2 separate regions of the Cricetulus griseus genome follow, and region 2 is linked to region 1. A link is a contact called in public Hi-C data. All regions are on one chromosome and are shown on one strand. The core of a region is the stretch at or near the end of the contact, and the rest is flanking DNA. Distances in the headings are between cores, read along the strand shown. Region 1 overlaps Cmip (C-Maf-inducing protein). Region 2 overlaps Cmip (C-Maf-inducing protein).

The links. Hi-C and Micro-C count contacts between places; a contact is called where the count stands out from the background.
Region 2: a Hi-C map of fibroblasts shows a contact between it and region 1, with 2.3 times the contacts expected there. The contact joins two enhancer-like sites. A contact is called at or near these places in 3 of 8 Hi-C or Micro-C datasets (the CHO-K1 cell line, fibroblasts and liver).

The regions. Positions count from the first base shown.
Region 1 is chr3:193,999,368-194,007,027 of CriGri-PICRH-1.0, forward strand. It overlaps Cmip (C-Maf-inducing protein), which reads left to right. Exons shown (of 20, transcript XM_027410781.2): 3 at 2,676-2,726. Among named protein-coding and RNA genes, the nearest start is that of Plcg2, 110 kb to the right of the region's middle. Within about 2 kb of position 5,639, at least 2 of the 6 cell types and tissues checked have open chromatin away from gene starts, as enhancers often do. A contact at or near this core is called in the CHO-K1 cell line and fibroblasts, where this site is marked.
Region 2 is chr3:194,061,831-194,069,054 of CriGri-PICRH-1.0, forward strand. Cmip (C-Maf-inducing protein) reads left to right here. Exons shown (of 20, transcript XM_027410781.2): 15 at 2,315-2,431; 16 at 3,239-3,379; 17 at 3,975-4,022; 18 at 5,878-5,983; 19 at 7,068-7,138. Among named protein-coding and RNA genes, the nearest start is that of Plcg2, 51 kb to the right of the region's middle. Within about 2 kb of position 4,916, at least 3 of the 6 cell types and tissues checked have open chromatin away from gene starts, as enhancers often do. A contact at or near this core is called in the CHO-K1 cell line and fibroblasts, where this site is marked.

The DNA of each region.
Region 1 (7,660 bases), core at 4,389-6,888:
CAAGGTGGGCTGTGAGCTTTCTCTGAAGTTCCTGGGGATTCTCCTCCAAGTCACCCTCAAGGCACACTGTGCCTAGTGAGCCCTGGGATCTGGTAGTCTTGGCTCCTCTCTGCTGCCACTCTGGCTGCAATGGAACTTCATAGACAGATGCTTCTTCTGGCTACAGCACAGCCAGGCCAACTTGCCCTGTGCCAGAAGCCACTTGGGTAGGCCTGTACTGGGACTCAAGAGTGTCACCTGGCATCCTCTGCTGAAAGACATCTCACCTTTGTCACACACTGCCTGGCCCACTCTGCTTTCCATGTTGACCACTCAATTCTGAGAATAGGTGCCATGTTTTTCATTGACTGCCAAGGGGAAAAGCAGCTCCTAGAGCCACGGCCCAAACCCATAAGAGCCAGGTACACTGTTTGCCTGCTCCCCAGGGGGTTCTGGGGCAAGCAGGCCACGAGAGAGATGGGCCTGGGGTATGATCCCAGTCTGCTCTGCTAGCCAAGTGCTCTGAGCAGTGGGAAGCTTCTGGGCCTCATTTCTTCACGTGTAACTGGACCACAGTACTTGTCTCCTTGGTTATCACAGAATCAAAGACAATCCAAGCCTGGGACACAGGTGTTCAGGGACTTACTGCCATGCTTGTTTTGGGAGACTCAGCAAAAGAGGGTGTCAGAGTTGAAGGGTTCTTTGAGGATCCATGAAATGGGTATATGGATGTTGTCACCAATCCTCTTGTTTACTTCCCTCTCCTTTTTCCTCTCCTGTGCTTGTGCATCCATCCGTGAATGCACCTATCCACTTAGATCTGTCAGCAAATCTACCTCATCCATCAATCTACATACACACCCATCCATCCGTGTATCCATCCATGTATCCATCCATCCATCCATCCATCCGTCCGTCCACCCACTTATCCTTCTGTGTACTTACCTACCTCATCTATCAATCTACACACAACCTTCGCAGCCACACATTTACCCATCTATCCATCTGCATGCACACTTACCCTTTCACCCACTTACCACCCTCTGTGCATCTATCCATCCCATCTTTCCATCCACGTATGCACCTAACCACTTACCACTCCATACATCCATGTACCCATTTACCCACCTATCCATCTATCTGCCCACTTACCCAGTTCACACTGGCCAATTCCCTGAGGCTGCTGGGCGTCTGTTCTGCAGCACGCATCTGAGCTATTTCTGCTGCTACTGCATGGGAGAGGACAGGGCTAAGTCATGCACTGGCTCTTAAAAGCAAAGCTTCTGCCCTCTCATGTCACATTAGCTCATGCTTACTAGCCAAGTCACAAACTGTGTGTGCTTGCACTGTGGGGGAGGGGAGAAGGAAAGGAGCTGGGAATGATGAGACTGTGCACACCATTGAGACATATAAGTCCCCAGGTCCATCTCAGGAAGGTGACGGTGGAGCCCAGGGTAGGCTGGACTTGACTCTCATCCCAAGATCAGTTGGATCTTCTGAAGTTGCCCACTGGGATCAGAAGTGCCACATGCCAGCATCAGGGGTGGCCAGCGCTCTGCTTCTGAGGCCCAGGAGGGAGTCTGTCTCCTTTCCTAGATTCTGGATGCTCCTTGGAATCTATGGCTTTCACCATCTCCCTGCTTTAGTCTGATTGGCCCTCCTGCCTCCCTCTCATGGATGCTGTGATCCCACTGGGCCACTACATAATCCAGAGTGGGCTCCCTGTCACAAGAGCCTCGATGTACCATCTGTGGCATCTCTTTACCCCCACAGGATAGTGCCACCACAGGTGGTTAGTTTGTGCATGTTTTTGGAGCACCCCCCCCATCATTCCTCCCACCACTGTGATATGTTAAAAGTATAGACACAGCTATGGACTAGGGCTGTACTGGAGCAGGCCCATCCTGGTTTACCCTTGCTCACGAGAACTCCAAGTCTCCTTGAGAGCGCTAACTGTGAAGATTATTCACACCAGAGAAAAGTCTCCTTGATAGCACTAACTGTGGAGATTATTCATACCAGAGAAGGCAGCACATGCTGTGGCCAGAGCCGTTTACTTGGGTGAGCCTTTGTTGAACATCTTCAAGGTATTTGCACCATCCCAATGTTGCACACCCCATGGCTCATCATCATGAGACCAGATACTGAGTCAGTGCTGACCAGAGCTGGGGGTGCAGGTAAGCCACAGACTTGGGAGGGTGGTGCTTCTCTTCACAGGCCTCTGAAGGCCTTGTGTCATTGGATGACTTGCTCACACCTAGGCTGTGATCAAGGCCATGACTTAAGCCTGGGTCTTTCCAAGGCTCAGCTCTGGTACATATGTGCAAAGTGTTGGAAGCCGGTTGTGGGGAGTGTTGAGAGAACCATGGGTGTGAGAGGCCAGGTTCCTGGGCAGTCCTGACAGAACAGAGGCACTGGTCCACTTATTTGGCCAGTTCCCACCATCCAAAGTCAATCAGTATGTATAAACACAGGGAAAGTGCTCCAGCTCTTATACCAAGCAAAACTATCCCATCCTGGCAGCCATGTCTTCTGTTCTGATTTTGTTCTCAAGGGTCAGTACACAGTTTTTCAAGAGGCAAACTAGGGCCTCGGAGCAGATGGCAGTGGTTAGGGGCTTGTGTGGAGATCAGTAAGATGGTTTGAGACATTCCAGAAAATAATGACCTGCCACTCTCCTGTTCTTCTTGTTACAGGCTGCCAACAGCTACCTGCGAGATCAGTGGTTCCATTCTCTGCAGTGGAAGGTAAGTCAGACCCCTACTGGTGGTTTTGCAGCTGCTACTTGGGGCTTACAGAGTGCTGGCTGAGAACCAGGCAGGACACTGGCCTGGAGGTGGGGAATGTCGCCTCTTGGGTGGCTCAACTGCTCTTGTTGGAAGCCTCTGCTCCCTCCCCCCCCCCAAGTGCTGTGCCTTGTGATAGAAGCAGGTGGTGGCCACTCAGCTTGGAGCCATTCAACTGCTGCTCCCTTGCTTCCAGGAGGATCCTAGGCCTGCTTTCATCACAGGGAGGGCAGACCTGGGGTCCAGGGAGGCTGGATTCTGGGGTCCAGAAGGTTCCTTGAACAAGAAGCTTTGGAAGTGTGCAGAGTGGCTCGTGTTCACCAATCTTGCTCCTTTTGGTGGCCTGGCTCTCCAGCCTCACTCTCTTTCTCACTCATGTGGAAGTTTCAAGCTTCTGGCACTTGGAGATGGCAGATTCCTGCTGTCACTTCTTAGGCCCGGGCCAGCTTTCCTGATGAGAAAAGCCCCCGGGGGACCCAGTTCCGTGGCCCAGGCGATGGATCCCGGTCACAGGGCATCGGTGGTGCATCCTAGAATATCTCTTGTCTCCCTCCTCTGCCTTCTGAACCGTGTTTCAGCACTCACCATTGTAGGTGTGGACCATGCCATGGTGGCCTGAAGGGCCTGAGGCTGGCAGCATGCAATAGAGCGAAGGAGAACCCAGAAAAATCACATGATTGTCCCCGAGAAATGTTCCTCTCCTCCCCGGTTATCTGTTCATCTTCTTGCTCTCTGCCTGGTGCCGAGTCTGAGCCAAGTAGGAATCATTAGGGTGACACTGCATTTATTGAGCACCTACTGTGTACAGGCAACTAGGCAGGATTCTTGCTCTCCGTTTCACCAGTGCCGTGCCTCTGTGAAGTTCATTCCTGTCTGTGCCAGGCTTAGTCCAGGAAAGGTAGGCTCAGTCTGCAGCTCAGCTTCCTGCAACCTGCAAAGGCCCAGGAAGGTTCAGGGGATCCTGACTCACCACCAACCTTTTGAAGGTGGTGAATGTTTCCTCCACCTGCACTCCAGGCACACCTCCGAAGCTGTGCTTATGAAGTGGCGTAAAATGGAGTTTCAAGCTGAGCTTGGTGGCACATGCCTATGTTTCTAGCACTTAGGAGTCTGAGGCAGGAGGCTTGCCACCAGTTGGAGGCTTACAAGAAAATGAAATTCCAAGAGACTTTGGTGGAAAGATCATTTCAGAGTTGAAGCCTAGGATTGATTATGTGTGAGATTTACAAAGTGAATCTAGAGCTAAGGAGGATGTCCTTGGGTCTCCAGTGGTTCTTAAAGGGCCTGGGTCTCAATTCTGGTGGTGCCTGCCATCTTTATGATTCCTAAATTCAGTGAGTGAAAACTTTCTTTGAAAGCACCCAGGAAAACTAAGCCAAAGTTGTCAGAGGATGGCAGTGGCCTTGCCAGGCGCTGTCCCCTCCTCCAAGAGTTAGGTGGTGACCCTCATTCCTACCATATAAGCTTGTATGAGATGCTAGTGTAGTCTCCTTGGGGCAGTTGGCCTGGGATGATTTGGGTATTCGGCCACTAGGTGGCAGTGGTCTCTTGGTATAGCAACGTGATTTAATGATGGCTCCTGGAGGTGTAAGTTTGGTGAGAGTTGTTAAACCTTGTTGTCCAACCTTGCAAAGTGACGGAGAATCATAAGCTGTTAGGGGGAATACTTCCAGCTAGTAATGTCAGCTGGAAGTCCTGGATTCTAACCCTTGCTTTTCCTTGTCCTGTCCAAACAGATCTGGGGGTTGGTTCATTTAACTGAATACAGTTACTGAAGCTCATAATGTATCAGGCCTAGCTTAGACACTTCTGTTCTGCTGTCATTTAGCCAGTATGGGAACTAGAGTTCAGAGAGGCCAAACAGCTTGCCCATAGTTGCACAGCAACTTTAATCCAGACCTGTGGGTCCATCCTGCCTCCTCTCTGTTAGACTGCCTGAGATTTGGACTCATCCGCCCATTCAGGATGCAACTCTCTCTCTGGCTCTGAGTCAGCCCAGCCACTCTTTTCCTCCACAGGTAAAGGCAGCCATCATGGAGCTCTCTTCTTTTTTTATTTACTTGCTCCTTTTTTTCATTTTTAACACGGGGCGGGGTGGGGGTGGGGGGAGCTGACAGTGGAACGTCAGAATTTAGGACATTTAGCAATCCCACAACCACGGTTTGAATTTGTGAATTTTCTGCATGTGGCCTACTACAGGGAGTATATATAGAGTGTGCTCTTTTTGTAGTGTGACGCACTCCTCTCAGATACTGTGTCTCCCAGTTTAACTTGCCTGGACTTGCCCAGGGCAGTGTGTTTCCTCAGGATGGCAAAACTGGATCTTAAAACGATTTTTCTGCAAATACAGCATATGGCCCTTTAGCAGGACAGGGCTCCTCAGCCAAGGGATGCTGCGGAGTCCACCTCAGGCTGTCCTGAGGGACACAACAAAGTGTGACCAAGCCCCCTTGTAGGATTCTTGCCTGATTTAAAAAAAAAATAGTCAGGAGGTCTCTACTGGGGTCTCCTTGTGTGCTCCCCACTGCCATCATGACCCTCTTGGCTGAGAGGTTCCCTCACCACCATTTTCTCTGCCGGGATAGATTCTCTTGATCGAGTGGTTGGTTCTGAGGCTATGAGCCCTGAGTCCTTTCTTTCTCCCTCGTTCCCTTGCCTTCTCTCCCACAGCAGCCTTGGTCAGGGGAGCCCAGAGAAGCCTGGAGTCCCATAGGGGGACGAGCCCCCTCCTGTACTAGGAATGGGATGGGAAAGAGTTGTTCTGCCCTACCCAAATCCCCAGCCTGCAGTCTGGGGCTCGCTGGGGAGGCTGTCCTGTTTGGTTTAGGCAGTAGGCCCTTGAGGCCAATTCCCTTGGGTGTGGAACATAAACAGTCATACAGAGTTAATGAGGCCTCAGTTCTGACTCAGATGCTCCTCTTTGCTCCTGCCCCGGCCCTCAGAGGACAGGATCTGCAGAGATAGCCTATGTGTACGAGGCTTCGAGGGAACAGCCTGCCATGTGTACAAGGCCATGAGGTCACAGGTGCTTCTGTGTGTGAAAGGCTGTGAGCAGACAAGCTTGAGAGGACAGATAAGATCCTACTGTGTGTACACAGCTGTTAGGAGACAGGTCCATCCATGTGTACAAGGCCATGAAGAGACAAGCCTGGCATGACAGATAAGGTCCTACTGTGTGTATGAAGCTTCGAGGAGACAGGCCCATCCATGTGTAAAGGCTGTAAGGAGACAGATCTGTTATACAACCCTGGGAGGGAACAGGCTTGTTATATTGTACTAGGTCATAAGAAGAAAGGCCTAACGGGTGTTCAAGGCCCCCCCCCCCAAAAAAAAAAGAATGACCCATCCAAATATATGTTACTGTGAAAGGACAGGCCAACTGTGTGCACTAACTAAGCCATGTGTATAACAAGGCTATGAGGGGACAGCCTAGGTTGTGTGACACCAACGGTGTTCAGGATATAAGGGCACGGCATATGATTACAAAACTGTGAGAAACTGGCCTGTTTTTCTCTCTGGGCTTTGGAGACGAGAGCTCCAGTGCACACAGCCGTGAGGGGCAAGCCTGCCTAGATACCTTGAGGAGTATTATGACTGGTGATTGAACCCTTAGCCAGGTGCCTTGCCCTCCCCTACACAACTGAGACTCTGCAGCTTGGTCTTGGCTTCCTGGTATGGTTCAGAGGCCACTGCACAGAAGTCGTAAAACCTGCAATGATTGTGTTCTCTAGGGAAAGTGGGTCAATAAAAACACAACAGGCCCCGGGACAGGGCACAGGTGCAGTGTGTGACAAGAGGCTGGCTAGCCTTTGTATACACAGGGCCACAGCTGTCTACAGCTGTCCACAGCTTCTCCCTAGCAGGCTTTCCCAAGTCCCTGGAAGGTATGGCCTCATAGCCACCCCTGTTCAGACCTCTGTCCCCGCTCTGTGCTTTGGAGGATGAAAAAGTAAAAGTGCTATACTGTAGGAGGGCAGCCACTGTATTTGTGTGTTGTCCGTGGAAAGAAAATACTGACTGATGCCTCAGTTTTCTTCTCTGAAATGGGGTGTCAGAAGCACCTCACTTACTGAGTCTTTGTGAAGACCATAGAACCTATTGTTTGTGAGGGAAGTGAAGTGGGTCTGTAGAAACCAGTGCCCCTGCTACACCCCCTCCTCACCTCTTCTGGCCTCCTGGCAGACCAGTGAATCCTCACAAAGACTTCCTACTAGTGTTGGCCACACAGGGTTTCCTAGGCTCTTGAATACCCTATGTCTGTGTTCCACATACATTTGCCGTCTTGAACCTCAGGATAGCTCTTCGAAGCCTTTGTCTCTCTCGACTTATGGAAGAGGGGCTGGAGCCCAAGAGAATGAAGACATTGCCAAGACAAACGGCTTCTTAGAAGTATACTGGGCAGTTGCCATGCAGTGAGGATGGACCTGTATGTGTTCAGAGCCCCTGGTCGAGGGCAGTCACTGTCAAGGTCCCTGCATAGGCTCTTTGCTGCTCATACTCTCAGGAGTCCAGGAATCTCATCCTATACCCCACACAGGGAGGAGACCTGGCTTGTGACAGGATTGCTGGGGCACCAGGTCAGGATGACAGAGGGCCCTGAGGTGACAGCTCATCTTGCCCCCCTTGCTGAAGGCTAAGCCAGAGCACTCCTGGCATGGGAAGCTTGGGGCTCTGTACAAGCACTATCACCCTGGCTCTGTCTCTCCCTGGCCAGGATGTCACCCTGGGAAGGGCCCATCCCCGGATTCTGTGCTGTGACTTGGACTTCTCTTTCCTCTCTGATCTGTGGATCTTCTCCTGGAGTATCCAGGCAGACACACCCCCAATCGCAAAGCAGCAGGTAGTCACCATGCACTCACGCTACACTGAGCCCGTGCCTAGCCTCTCGTGGCTCA
Region 2 (7,224 bases), core at 3,666-6,165, 62 kb after region 1:
ACAGTGCCAGCCATGAAGAGGGAGGTGACCAAAGGGGGAATGTCACTCATTCCTGCTTACCTGAGCCAAGAGCCTGATGCACCCAGCCTGTCACCTGCTCTGGGGAGTGAGGACCTTCACTGTCCCTTCATTTTACAGTCCAGGCAGCTGAGGGTCCAAGATCACGCTTGGTTGTCATGGTGATTTTCTGTGCAAGGGACAGATGCAGCGTGCCACAAGGTACTGCAGTGCCACCTGCTCAGTCAGTCCTCGTAATGAGGGGCTTGAGGTCACTGAATCAGTAACTGCATTCACATGGCTTCTGGTACTTTCTTACCATAGAGCAGTGGTTCTTAGCCCTCCTAATGCTGCGACCCTGTAATACAGTTCTTCATGTTGTGGTGACCCCCACCCATAAAATTGTTTTGTTGCTACTTCATAACTGTAATTTTGCTGCTGTCATGAATCATAATCTAAATGTCTGATATGTGCACCTCACCCCCATGAAAAGGTCATTCAACAACTCCCTAAGGGGTCATGACCCACAGTTTCAGAACCAGTGTCACAGAATCACACGTGGGCTGGAACAAAGGCCCAGAGAGGTTCAGTGGCTTGCTTGACAGGACCTGTTTGCAAGCTCTTTGTAGGCCAACCTACTGTCTAGAGGTAGTAGCTTCTTCTGTAGCAAAGGGACACAGACTCCTCTTTCCCCAGGACAGAAGGTCTGCCCAAGTGACAGTGACCTCAGCCACTCTGTTCCCTGACACACCCAACTCCATTCACATACAACACATTCTTCTGGGGTCATGTGACATAAAGAAAATGCAAGCATCAGCTAGTCCTGGGCCTTAGGTCACTACCCAGTTTTTCACCAGTTGACCTTGCATTCTGACTGGCTTGTCTGGGCTCCAGCTTCCTCATATGATAAAACAAGAGAGACTTCCCCAGAGCATCATAGCAGTTGTGTGTAGTGGCAGGCATGAGATACCCACAGAGCCACCAGGACTCTGAGACCCCCGCTTGGCTCAGGTTATTCTTGTCTCTACAAGAGACTGGTTTGTAGGGTAAACAGTTACCACCGTGAGTTTGTAAGAGATCTGTGCAATGACGATAAACAGGCGTGTCCTCTTAGACATCACCTCAAGGGGTTTATTTTTAGGTCCTTTTTCTTATGAATCTGCTCAAAACCCCTGGCCTGCTGCCCTGGACCTGCTTTCTGAGTATCCCATGTACCTAGAATCATACCCAGCTGCCTGCTTGTGCCACGTCTCCCTTACCATCACTTCTCTGGCTTCCTCTGATGTCACAGCTTCACCATGGCAATGCTTGGTGTCTCCCCCACCCCTTCATGCGGAGACTCAATGTGAGAGAAGGCACAGGGAGTCAGCTCCCGCCCAAGTGATTCCATTTGTATGCCAGAGTTGTTAATGATGGGGCAGAAGAATATATAGACAGGGAAGGAAGCAGGCAGCCTAGGGGATAGAAATGTGTTGTTTCCATGGAGACACATGGTGAGAAGTGGTCCCTGGATTAGGCTGCCGTTTCCAGAAGGCCTTTGCTATTATATGAAGTTGCAGGGTATTTGGTCTCCCTCACCTCTGATGACAGGTTGGGGACACCTTTGCTCTTACCTGTAAACACAGCAGCATCCCCTCCAACGTATCTCAGGAGGGAGCAGGCTTTGCTGAGTGGGTGATCTCTCAAAACATCTTTTGGTATCACAGAGAAAGCAGGGCACACAGAACAGCCCAGCTGCCACATGAGTCAGACCTGTTGTTCCCCCACCTAGCTAGGACTGCCTGGAAATTTCTCTCTGGTACCCTCAATGCTAGAAATTCGCAAGATCAAATACCAGCATCACCCAAAGGGAGCCGGGGGCGGGAGGCTCCTCTTTTTCTATAGTAAACTAGAACTTGAGTGTTACCATCCTGTGCAGGAACACCCCAACATTCGGGTACACAGCTCTGCTACCATCAGTACCGCCCGTCTCTGGAACATGTTGCCCACCAGTTTCATCTCTGTGCCCTTCCATGCTAACTCTCTGCTCCCCTGGTCAGCTCCAGTGGCCCCTGTCTCACCTGTCTGGGTGACTGTACCTGTTGCCTGCACTCTGCCCCAGTGTAGTCTCACGTTTGTCCAGTGTTGCTCAACATGTCCTCAGTCACTGTCCACAGGGATGGTCTGGTGGTCACTGGAGACCAGGCTGTTGGCACAAACAGGGAGGGTCACCATCTTCTGGTTTCCCACCTGTCCCTGTCCACAGGGGGCTGGCCCTGAGGGTCACAGCACTGCAACAGTATTCTGGTTGCTTCATCCGAGTCTTCTTGCTTCCCAGGTGCACATCCTCATGGGCTCCTGTTACAAGACCAAAAAGTTTCTGCTCTCACTGGCAGAAAACAAGCTGGGCCCCTGCATGCTCCTGGCACTGAGAGGGAACCAGACCATGGCGGAGGTGAGGCCCTGGCACAGGTGGCCTCACACGGGATCTGTGTGAGGAGCCAGCAGTGTGGGCAAGGCAGGTGTGGTTGTAGCCTCTTGACTGTGTGTGTGGCTGCCTATCTCAGACTGCTGCTGGTTCATTCCAGTTGGGATCCATCATGTTGGTCACAGCTGTCTACAAGTTTCTGTTCTGATTGCCTATTACTACATAGCAACTGTCTGTGCATGAAGTCCAGAACCATTAACAGACCAAGGTGTAGGCAGGCCCGCCTGAGCTGTTCTCCATTGGGGTCTCTGGGGTTGTCACCCATGGGGTCCTTCGGAAGGCTTTTTTCTCTGACCGGAGGACTGAGGCAGCCCCAGCTTCTCTCTGCTTTGTGTGACTTCAGGGTCACTGCTCAGTTATCAAGAGCACAAGCCCAGGGCCCTCGTGCCACTTCTAACTGTTCCTCGTTGGTCCCCTTTTCCCTGATACTCTACGAAGTGTCCCCCAGAGCCAGACACTCCCAGAGCACCTGTCCCATGAGCAACGGGATTTTATAATAGCTGTCAGAATTGGAAGGCATCACCTTGCCACATTCTACCCTCTAAAAGCAGTCACCAAGCTGCCCATCAGTCAAGGGGTGTGAATAGGATTCCACCTTACAGGGAGGAACAGGAAGGAATCTACTGACCTGTTGGAAAAAGCTTAAATTTTCCCGGAGGTAGGATTGAGACGGTAACATGGGGTCAAAGGCAGAGTACTCCAAATTTTGGGAACAGCATATGCCAGGGTCCTGTGGCAGGCCACTCCCTGACACACCCCCATGACTCCTGGCAGATCCTGTGCTTGATGCTGGAATACAACATCATCGACAACAACGACACCCAACTGCAGATCATCTCCACGCTGGAGAGCACAGACGTGGGCAAACGCATGTACGAACAGCTGTGCGACCGGCAGCGGGAGCTGAAGGAGCTGGTAAGCCCTCCCCATTGCTCGCTGTTCCCAGAGCATGAGATGGCCCCTTGGGACTGCTCCTCCACACCCAAAGAGTTTGGGAATGTTCCCTGTACTACTCACATGATTCTAGATGGACCCAGGTAAAGCAGGTGGGCTGAAGTCACACAACCCACTTCCATTCATTGCAGGGGCCCGGGAGTCATTGTCATACCCAGTCCTAGCTGAGAGGCTATCTACACACGTGCACACACAGGCCCATCGGGCTGTTCTTTTCCCTGGAGCCATCCTCCCTCCCCACTATGGCTCTTGACAAAAGGTGTGCACAGCCCAGGTCCTTACCATGAGACATCTGGTGTAAACTCTCTGTATCATTTGCCAGGACTTTTGGTGGAAGTGGTGCCACTTACCCCAACAAGAACTGGGTGGGTGATGTCCCTTCCAATCAGAGTACCTTCCCTTTTTCCTCTTCCACTATTTCTTGGTTGTCACATATGCCATAAGCTGCCTGTGCTGTGGCCACCATGGTGCCTTCTTGCCCAAGAAAGTAGCCACGGCTTCATGAGGCTGGTGGCAGAGGGGATGTATGACTTAACTGGTCTCCTTTCTATTGCAGCAAAGGAAAGGCGGGCCCACCAGGCTAACACTGCCCTCCAAGTCCACGGTAAGTAGCTTTTAGTCTGCAGGCGTGGGGTGGGGTGGGACAAGATGGGCAGAGCAGGGAGGTGAACTGGCCAGCTGCTGGGATGAGGTTTGACCAGGAGGGGAGAGAAGGTTTGACCATGGGAAGGGAGTTGGGCCAACTCTTCTAGGAGGTAAGTGGACTGAAGGGAAAGAAACGAAAACCAAGCAGAATTAAGATGTTATGCTAAAGCTTGTTTTTGATCCTGATGCTGGGGTTGCAGTTCACGGGTAGAGTACCAGTTTAGCATTTGTGGAGGCTCCAAGTTCAGTCTCCGGCACCTCAAAAAAGACAAAAGGTTGCTGGTGACATCAGCAGTATTGCCGAAGCCTTGCTAGTAACCATGGTAACAATAGCTAATAGGCACTGGACTGTTAGTCTGTTTGACTTTTACAACCCTATGAGATCTACACAACGTTTTCCCATTTTCCAAAGTCTTTGGGGATCTAATTTCCTGCTACCCCACTGTCCTCAAGGCATGGCTTCCTGCTCATGGACCAGGAAGCCTGCCCAGGCACCAGCCACTGTGGCTCCATCCCAGCCAGCAAGGAAGGAGGAAGTGGCAGGGTACAGCCCGCCCTTCCCTTAGAGATTCGTCTTAGACGTTCCATTTAAATCTCATTGTCCATATTCGGGCCACAATTAGCTGCAAAGGAGGCTGGGGCATTAGCTGTAATTCAGGGGACAGCTAAAAGTCAAAGACAAGACCCTCAGTCCAGGGCATGCAGCATGTGTGGCCCTCTGCTGGCTTGGGACTGAGGGTGGCAACTGGCTGTTCACATGGAAACCCCACAGGAGCTGCTGGCCAGGGGGTGTGCATGCATCTGCACGCTCACACATACACAGGCACAGCACACGTGTGCATGTGCACGCTCTGCTTGGGAGGGGGCTGGCCTTGGTTGCAGCCCGGCCGTGACTCAAGCTGTGAGTCACACCACAGGCCGAGCCACCACCCTTCGGCTCCCGGGGACACGAGGCCCTCGGTGTGGTCAGAGACAGTGTTGGCTGCAGACAAGGCAAGGGGAGAGGGCATGAGGCCCACATGATAGATGCCCCAGCCTGCCCTGAGCATCATGCTACCCACTGCAGGATGCGGACCTGGCCCGCCTGCTGAGCTCTGGCTCCTTTGGAAACCTGGAGAACCTCAGCTTGGCCTTCACCAACGTCACCAGTGCCTGCGCCGAGCACCTCATCAAACTGCCTTCCCTCAAGCAGCTCAATCTGTGGTCCACGCAGGTGCCGCCCCGCCCACACCCCACACCCCATCCTCTTCCTCACCCCCCATACTACATCTTTTTGCCCAGATCTCATGGGCTCAGCCACTGGCTCTGCACGCATAACCCTAACCCATTCCCCCAGACAGGAGGCGGTTGGGAACCTCATGCCACTTGTCGGCCCATTTCCCAGTTGGGAACACTGAAGCCCAGGGCAAACCCTGCACAGACCTCTAAGCTGGGAAACACAGGGCTGAGAGTTCACCTTGGGTCTCTCTGGCCTGTCAGGGAGAAAGAAGTACATGAGTATTCTCTTGGAGCCTGCTGGGTCTCAGTGTGGTCCCACTGGCCTAACCCTTTGAGGTACACAGGCTCTTCTGTCTCTTGGAAAGGCCACCCAAGTGCTGCCTTCTGGCTTCAGCCCCTGGGTTCAGACTCTCATAGAGGCCCTTGCTTGGCATATGTCCCAGTCAGAAACTAGATATGAACTTGAGACAAAGGGATGTGTGACTCTGAGAAGAGGGCATGGCCTCATAGCTAGATCCCATCACCTCCCACTCTTGCCCAGCCTTAGGGTCCCCTCCCCTGGGCCTAGAGAGTCTAAAAACCCATGTGCCCCACAGTTTGGAGACGCCGGCCTGCGGCTCCTGTCGGAACACCTCACTATGCTCCAGGTGCTGAACCTGTGTGAGACCCCAGTCACCGACGCTGGCCTGCTGGCCCTCAGCTGTGAGTACCCAGTCTGTGGCAGGTGGGCTGACCCCTAGCTGGACACCCTGAGAAGGAAGCAAGCAGTTCATTAATAACCAGTTTGTAGCAGACTATTGCACGCTGGCACAGGCAAGGTGCTGGGAACACACAGAGGGGTGTCCCTGCCCTCAGGGAGCTAGAAATGTAGAGGAAAGGGGGGAAGTTTGTGAGATTGGCCTGTGCCTTCCATCCATCCACTGTAAAACACCATAAAGTTTTCTAGGGCACCATTGCCACTGGTGTCACAGCAGCTCCAGCCTCGGCAGCTGCAGCTCCAGACTCGGCAGCTGCTCAGAAACACTGCCTCTGTGCTGCTGGGTCCCCAGGCATTCCTGGGCCTGTCCAGATTGAGAAGCATTTAGTAACAGGAGCCCGGGGAAGGGGCTAGGACACTGGTTCCACAGAGCTCTGAACAAGGGGGCACAGCCTGGGAATCTGCATGCTGTGTTTCCCTGTTTTCTAACTTGCTACCTTAGATAAGAGGCCTCATGACTCATCTGTGAAACGACCAAACAGGCCTCAGGAGGTGGCAGAGAGTAACAGTAGATCACACAAGTGGCTGTGGCACTACTACCAAGCTTGGGTACCAGTTGTGGATGGCGGGAGCTCTGAGGTGGGGAAAAGGAGTGATGTTTGAGCAGCTCCCTGCAGGATATTCCTGCAGGAGTCACACATGGGTGCTTGGATCTGATTCACAGTGGGGAACCCCCACTGGTCTGCCCCTCCCCCTCGGCATCCCAACAAAAGCATTTGGATACGTCTCCAGCAAGCACCGTATGGCTCTTGAGACCAAAAGTCAGAAATGTGAGTCAGCAATGCTAGGGAGCATTCAGGATCCCCAGAGGTGGGGCTAGATCTGAAGGGGAGAGGACAGAGGTCCCAAAAAAAGACCCAGCTCTGAACCCCAGAGTATGAAATGGACTACCTGGTGGTCACGATGACTGAACCCACTACCATCTCAGCTCCCTTGCCCATCCACACTGAGAGTGGCCTGCAGTTTTAGTGTCCCCATCCTGCCATAGTTTTTCATGTGGTCTCAGTCTGTCTGTCTATTCTTATCCAGCCATGAAGAGTCTTTGCAGTTTAAATATGAACAGCACCAAGCTCTCGGCTGACACCTACGAAGATCTGAAGGTAAGCCCTCCCTGCTGACCCTCCCCTCCCTGCCCCCCCCCCCTCCGCTGTCTGATCCTGGGCTACATACCTCCTTCCCCTGCCTG